Linked DNA regions of Macaca mulatta: region 2 is linked to region 1. A link is a contact called in public Hi-C data. All regions are on one chromosome and are shown on one strand. The core of a region is the stretch at or near the end of the contact, and the rest is flanking DNA. Distances in the headings are between cores, read along the strand shown.

Region 1 (3,981 bases), core at 602-3,101:
GCTGTATCAAGGTTCTGGCAGAGAGTAGACTGAGGATGTGCTATGGATTGAATGTTTGTGTGCCCCCAAAATTCATATGATAAAATCCTAACCCTCAATGAGATGGTATTAGGAAGTTGGCCTTTAAGAGGTAATTAGGTCATGAAACTGGAGCCCTCGTGAATGGCATTAGCGTCCTTGTAAGAAGAGACCCAGGAGAGTTTGCTTCATTTCTCTCTGCTTTTTATCACGTGGGCACACACAATGAGAAGATGGTGGTCTGAGAACCAGGAAGAGGGCCGTCACCAGACACCAGTCAGAACCTTGATACGGTGCCTGTGTAAGACCACTGACCTTCAGAATCTTCTCAGTAAAGCATGCCTGCACACGTTCCTTAGGATGGCTCTCATGCCAGTACACACAAATGTTATCCTGTAACCCAGGCTTAGACCTTGACATGGTTTAGAAGTGCTATGGTCTGACAACAAGCTCATCAACAGTGGCAAATTGGTTCGTTCCATGCCTTCTCCAGCCCCTGTGCCTCCCTGTACTGCAGAGGCTGAAGACTAAAATGATGTTTCCCAGACTTCTTGGCAGATGGGGATCTAGATATGCTTAGGTTCAGCCAATCAGCTGGACTCATGCAGGACTTTGATTTGGAATATGGAGGGATGATTTGGAATAATGGAGGGAGTTGAACAGGGCATGAAGCTGGTGCTCATTTTGAGGAGCTAGAGTGGTCAGCAGCTGTGGCAGCAGCTCCCTTAGTGGCAAGTTGCATGCATAGTTTGGGGTGTTAATATGGAATTCAACTTGGAGTATATCCCTACAGCCTTTCCAGTGATTTGTGAACTATCTATCTGGCTCCATAATATATTGTTTGTGCTTAAACTAGCCAGAGAGGGACTACATAGTATAAAACAAAGACCTGTATCCAGTGTGCCAATGATTTTTTCACTGCAAAGACTGTTCTTTATTCTGTGATCATATACTTCTTACTTTGCTTGTGTTAACAGGCCTATTACCTTATGAAAGGATGGTAAAGCAATGATAGCTTTATTAAAATGTCTACTTGGTAAAGTAAAAAGATAATAATCCTATGTTGATTTTCTCCTCCCCAAATTAAAAAATAAAACACAAAAATATTGGTCTGTAAAATACAAAAGCCTGGAAATGCTTTTTTTGTGAGACCTGTCATCCTGATCCTTTCGAAAGCCTTACACAGATATGTTTATTCATCTCCTCTGCACATATTTGACTATTTACTATGTGCTTAGAAACATGGTGGGCCTTCATTTATTTTCTTATCTTCAGGTACTCTTTCTCATGCTGACTTTAATCCAGCCTATGCTAGTTTCTTGTTGGCAGAGATGTTATGCCTTCTGGCCAAAAAAAAGCTAAGTCAATCCTAGCTGGTTAGTGTCATGACATCATAAAGATATTAGCCCAAGGACAGGAATATGCTTCATATTGGCTCTCAACCTTCAGGTGAAACCAGATTTCATTTCCAAATGAACTAGAAAAGACACAATTGGAAAATGAAGAATAATATTTGGAAGATGCTGAATAGGGTAAAGACGAGATTATAGAAAAGTTCTTTAGTGGGGCAGAGAGTATAGATGGGGGTGGGGAAGGGCACACCCCCCCTAATCTAAGGGAGGAGCTGGCCATCCTTTCCCTGGGAATCTCAGATAAATACAAAGAAGGCACATGACAGACAAGGGGACCCAGTGGCATTGGTTATCTTGGAAATCTACCAGGAAAGTCTTCACATGTGGCTTGTCCTCGCTGCATACCCACCCACAGGGTTTCATCACAGTTGGGCTTCTTGTGCTCTGGCTGAGGAGACCATCTGTGGCTAGGTGGCAGAAGCAGACCATGTTTAGTACACAGGGTGTAAGCCCTTGGGAAGTTTCAAGTTCTGGAGATCGCCCGTCTCTGTGAGCCTGTGTTGTCCTTCCTTTCTGCCTGTGACTACCCTCTTCTTTCTGGGTCAAGCCAGTCAGATATGACTCAGGCACATTCTTCCTTGGGAGAAGATCAGGTGAATCCTTTACTTCAGTCTCCGTCTCTTTCCCTTAATAAACTCTTTTTAATTTATTTGACTTCATCAAAGCAAGAATGTGGTTCCATTCCCTTGAGGCCCTTCTTGGAAGCCTGGTTATGTGGGACAAGTAAGGATTCTGGAACCCCACAGACTTTAACTTAGAAGCCAGCTTCTTCACTTTCCACGTGGATTCTGGCAAGTTACTTAATGTGTCTGAGGTTCTGCCTCCTTGTCAGGATGATGGGGATAATATCATCCTCCTTTTAAGATTATTGTGAGGATTAATGACTATGAAGCCCATGGCCTACACGTAGCCTGGTTCAATATTATTCAAAGCCTTCTTCTTTGTAACACCTTGTAATGATCACTGGGCTGGACATTTATTGATGTTGGCTGCAGAGCATCCCATCCCCTTCTTTAAGAGCACCATGACTTGCTTTCAAGAATCATCTTTCCCTAGTGGGATTGTCTCAGAGGGAAATAATACCAAGGGGCAGATGCTTTTTCTTGCCCTTGGTGTAGCCAGGGGGCTGGAACATGATCAATGTCTCTGTCACTCTAGACCCTGAATCCTCTGTGAGTAGACTGAGGATGTGCTATGGATTGAACGTTTGTATGCCCCCAAAATTCATACGTTAAAATCCTAACCCTCAATAAAATGCTATTCAGAAATGCGGCCTTTGGGAGGTAATTAGGTCATGAAGGTGGAGCCCTCATGAGTGGCATTAGTGCCCTTATAAGAAGAGATACAGGAGAGCTTGCTTCCTGTGTCTTGAGCATACAATGAGAAGATAGTGGTCTGAGAACCAGGAAAAGGGCCCTCACCAGCCACCGTATCTGTCAGAACCTTGATCTTGGACTTCCCTTCCTCCAGAACTATGAGAACCAAATGTTTGTTGTTTGAGCCACCCAGTCTGTGGTATTCTTTATGGCAGTCTGAACAGACTAAATCAAGATATATGGAATGATTAGTGGCTCTTTGGAGTCATGGAGGTGTGGACACCTGGCTGTTCCTCTCCCTGAACTGGAACTGGAGTTCTGTTGCCAGAGGATCCTACACTGGAGTCTCCAGTCTTTTCTTGGATTTGGTGCGCCCTGACGCCCTCCCTGAAAATTCCCCTTTGGCTTACATGTATCAGAATTGGTTTCTCTTGCTTGAAAACTAGAATTTTGATTAATACCCAGTAACCTTGTACTTAAGTCATAAGGTATCATAGGTGCTATATGAATTATCTATTGCTGTATTACAAATTACCAACCCCTCCAACTTAGTGGCCTCACACAGCAGTCATTTATAATCTCTCACTGTGTCTGTGGCTCAAGGAGTCAGAAGCGTTCTTGGTTCAGGGACTCCATGAGGCAGCAATCATCTGAAGGTTTGACTGGGGCTGGAGGATCCACTTCCACAGTTACCCAGTCAATGGCTGGCAAGTTGTTGCTGATTATTGACCAGGGGTTTTTAGTTTATCTGCATGTGGGGCTCGCCAAAGGACTTCTTGAGAGTCCCCAGAGCATGCCACTACATTATTGATACCTAAATATTCTGATAAGGTGATTGGGATAAAAACAACTGTGAGCTCTTAGGCTTGGAACCATTCTCTGCCAGGCAAATCAACAATATCCTTCCTCTAAAGTTGTTTCCAAACAGAGGAGGCTTACTTTAATCTTGGTTGCTGGTAACTGTTTTGTTCTCTAGATGATACTAAGGTAGAGTCATCTTAGCAAAACTTGGAGCAATATGGTTTGGTTCTTTTGCATTAGGTTTTGTAAAAGTTCACGGTGTACCTTGGCAATCACTTCTCAGTGGATCCTTGCAACAGCCCATAGGGCAAGTAGAGCTGGATGTAGTGGTTCCATTTCACAAATGAGGAGACTGAGGCCTATGGCCAATAAGTGTTAGACATGGTGGTTAGGTTAGGAATCAGACAGGCCTGAGTCTGCAGTTTACTAGCTGT
Region 2 (3,981 bases), core at 1,072-3,571, 130 kb after region 1:
TGAGGATGACCTAAGGTCACTCTCATTGCCATCTTGCTTTTGGTGGGTTTTAGCCGGCTTCTTTCCTACAACCTGTTTTATCAGCAAGGTCTTTGTTACTTGTATCTGTGCTGACCTCCCATCTCATCCTGTGACTTAGAATGCCTGTCTGGGAACGCCACCCAGTAGGTCTCAGCCTTATTTTATCCAGCCCCTATTCAAGATGGAGTTGCTCCAGTTTAAACACCTCTGACAAAACAATGCAGATATTCATTATCTCATCTAAAATAAGAAAGAAGTCCAGGGCTGTGGTCCTTAGAGGCTGTAGGTTCCACAGCTCAGCAGTGCCATCAAGAACCATTCTTGGTGCATCAGTGATAACTCTCCTCAGATGGCAAGATGGCCATCACAGCCCCCAACAACATCCTAATATCCTAATGCTCAAAGACAGGACAGGGACCTTCACTTTGCTCCTTTTTTTTTTTTCATAGGGGAAGAACACCTTTCCTAGAAGTGCCTTGCTGCCTTCTCATTATAACCCAGTGACCGTATCTGGATCCCATGCCTGTTTCTAGACCAGTCACAGGCAAACCAGAATGGGATGCCATAACTGGCTGCCTTGGGCCAATTGTGATGTGCTGTTCATGGGAAAAGCAGTGTGTCTATCATGTCCACTAAGAGCCCAGGCTCTGGAGCCTGAGGGCCACAGTTCAAATCATGGCTTCATCACTTTTGAGTTATATAACCCTGGGCAAGGAGCTTAACCTTTTGTTTCTCAGTTTTCTCATTTGTAAAATGGTGATAATGATACTTCACAGGTTGATGTAAGGATTAAATGTTTAATGTACATAAGGTGCTTAGCACAGTACTTGGTTCCCAGTAAAAGTTAACTACTAATTATCTATTGTATATTTCAAAGGAGCTAGAAGATAGCAATTCAAATGTTTCTAGCGTGAAGAAAAGACAAATATTTAAGGCAATATATATCCCGAGTATAATGATTTGATCTTTACAAGTTATTCAAATGTGTTAAATTATCACATGTATCCTCAATGTATGCACAACTATTATGTATCAATAAAAAATAAAATTTTTAAAAGTTAAAAAAAAAAAAAAACCATCATCCTCAAGACTGAGCAATTTCTTGCCTGAATAAAATCAGGAAAAGGTCCTAGGTGTTGGGTAGGCAACTCCAGTGCCTGCCAGGGGCGGTTGCCTTGTGGTTCACAGACAAGTAAACAAGCAATGTTGAAATCTTGTGCCATGGTACCAGATACTGTGCACCGCCCCCCTCAAAAGGAGGGGTGCCTGGTCCAGACTTGGGGGATGTCAGAGAAGGCTTCTCAGAGGCGGTGGCACCAATGTAGAATTTCAAAATACATAGCAGTGGCTCGGCAAAGGCAGAGTGTGGGTGGGTGGGAAAGGAAGGTTCTCCAGGCAGAGGCAGCAGTGGGCCTAGAGATGCTGGAGCGTGGTGCTCTGTGGTGTATGTAGGACAAGTGCACACAATTGGTTGTGCCCAGAGAGTGAAGTGAGAACCAGGGGTGGCTCTAGACGTATGTGCTGCCCGGCCGGGGAGGGCTTGGATACCCAGCTAAGGGGTTTGTGTCTTTTCCCACAGGCTATGAATTTTAAGCTGGAGGTAGCCTTAGATTTTTATTTTTGGTCAGTGACTCAGGCTGCAGTGAGAAGGATGGATGGGGGGCGGTGGGACCTAGGTAGGAGGCTACAGCAATATTCAAGGGGACTAGGGCAACAGCTTGAACTAGGGCAGGTACTGGAGGGCTGGAGAGAGAGAGACAGAGCGAGCAAGAAAGTGAGAAACTGGGATGGGAAAGGGAAAGGGGGGAGATAAACACAGGTAGGAGGATGGAGAGAAATGGGGGATGGTGCATTCAAGTTTGGCCAAGTTGGGTCTAGAGGCAGCTGGAGATGTCAGCAGACCGTCACATGCACAGAGTCGGAAGCCAGGAGAGAGACCTGGGCTGAAGACAGCAGATGCAGATGTTATCATCATGGAGGAAGTAGATAATAGATAAATACTTGAGATAGATGAAATTGTCCCGGGAAAATAGAAATAAGAGCAACAACCCTGCAGCTCTGAGCATGGCTTGGGTTGCCAAAATGTTCTGTTTTGTTTGGAAGCTTTGTCAGGCTGGGTATGGTTCAAGGCCCGTAGCCAGGCAAAGGTTTTGTTTGGTTGCTGTGCAAGCAGCTATTGTTTAATGCTCAGCCTGCTGGGTGAATTTCTGCACACTCCTCGTGGTTATTCAAATCTCTAAGCCCTGATGTGGTGTGAGAAGAGAGATAGGTTGAAGATGGAGCCCTGTAGAACACCAGCATTAACAGGGCAGCTTGAGCAGGAGATCAAAGGGAATGTTAGGGAGGTGGGAAGGAACACACAAGAATGTCCCAGGACCCAAGGGAGGTCATGGAATGCACTTCATGTGTTAGTCTCTTCAAATGGACTACAGATCCTAGCAGACGTATCACATGTTTCTCTTCTATCCCAGCAGAGTCCCACTGTCATCTATTTGGTATATTAAATTATATTGAGAATCTATATTAACTTATAGTAAGAATCAAGATCCATAGTAGAGAGGATGGGGAAGCGGGTTATCTTCCTGACCATCCCCTGTGGGTGGGGTTAATGCCAGAGGTTCTGGGCCACACAGAGCTGAGGTTGAGAACTGACTGTCTGTGATGTTGGGCAGCTTACTCAGTGACTTTGGGCCTTAGCTACCCGATCCATCAAACAGAGATACTAACACCTACCCTAAGGATGTCCAGACAATTAAATGAGATACTGCATGCTAACATTCAGCATATATGAATGCTGTCCAGTAGCAAGTGCTTGCTAAGTGGTAATCACTGTTGTCCCAAGGTCCTTGTCTAGCATCCAGCTCAAGATTGGAGCTCTAGCATCATGTTTTGAATGAAGAAGGGAAAATAATTTTGCTAGTGAAAAAAACCTGGAGGAGCAGGCGCTTGCCAAGAGTTAAGGGAGTCAGCATAGACCAGAATGTGAAAGATAAGCAGAGAACCATCTTGGGAAGAGCTCTGTAAGAACTCTCAACAAAGGCAACAGCACAAAAACAAAAACAAAAGGATTCTCAATGAAGAAGAGACTGGCCACAGGAAGCTGATTATAGAGAGATCCAAAATGGAGGTGGAAACTGGTAAGAAGATCTCCAAGTCTGGGTCCTGTAACTCTTCTGTATCGTTGCTGTTTCTTAGCAATCCAAATGTTTCTAGCATGAAGAAATGGCAAATATTTTGTCATTTTGTCTTTGTGGAGTCTACTCTGCCTCCTTGACCATTCTGTCATGTTTATGTAGTTAACATGGTAGAAAGAACATGCACACTGGAGTCAGAGAACTCTAGGTTTGAGTCCCAGCATTATCACTTACCCACCTGTGTGATCCTGTCAAAGTCATTTAACTCCCCATGCCTCAGTTTCCTCATCTGTAAAATGGGCTAACCCACTTCAGCCAGTTACTATGTGGTGTAAATGAGATTAGTGTGCATAAACCGGCAGGCACAATGCTGACACATAGTAGGCGCTCAGTAATTATTTTTGCCTCGTTTTTCCTTGTGCCGTAAGTAAGGAAGTTTCTATTGCCCTTGAGAAGAGAGTCTTAAAAGCATATTTCGTCCTGTCTGGAAAACCCGTTCTGAGGATGGAAAATTTTGCTGAGGAGTGAACTTGGAAGGATCATGTTTCCAGGGTCAGGGCAGAAAGGAAGAGGCCGAAGCCCTGGGGAAGGAATGGCATCAGGACACAGCTTGGTGGTGGTGACCCCCAACCATGGGCCCAGCAGGCCCTATGGAACTCCCACATTGACTTCCCTATCTATGAAACAGTGCCAGTCACTCAGTCTCAGTGCTTCCTTCCCCTTCCCTGTCCCCTGAGGATCCCCGGCTGGGAACTTCAGTTGTGGCGGCTCCATAGCACCTCCTCTGCTGCCTCCCAGAGGTCACTTCCAGGATGGCCGTCCCAGC

What was found. Hi-C and Micro-C count contacts between places; a contact is called where the count stands out from the background.
Region 2: a contact with region 1 is called in a Hi-C map of cortical neurons, with 5 times the contacts expected there. The contact joins two enhancer-like sites. A contact is called at or near these places in 4 of 14 Hi-C or Micro-C datasets (cortical neurons, fetal cortex germinal zone, liver and 1 more).

Annotation. Positions count from the first base shown.
Region 1 is chr4:141,167,065-141,171,045 of T2T-MMU8v2.0, forward strand. No RefSeq gene overlaps it. Among named protein-coding and RNA genes, the nearest start is that of UNC5CL, 17 kb to the left of the region's middle. Within about 2 kb of position 1,852, at least 2 of the 40 cell types and tissues checked have an H3K27ac peak or open chromatin away from gene starts, as enhancers often do. A contact at or near this core is called in cortical neurons, where this site is marked.
Region 2 is chr4:141,298,635-141,302,615 of T2T-MMU8v2.0, forward strand. No RefSeq gene overlaps it. Among named protein-coding and RNA genes, the nearest start is that of UNC5CL, 150 kb to the left of the region's middle. Within about 2 kb of position 2,322, at least 4 of the 40 cell types and tissues checked have an H3K27ac peak or open chromatin away from gene starts, as enhancers often do. A contact at or near this core is called in cortical neurons, where this site is marked.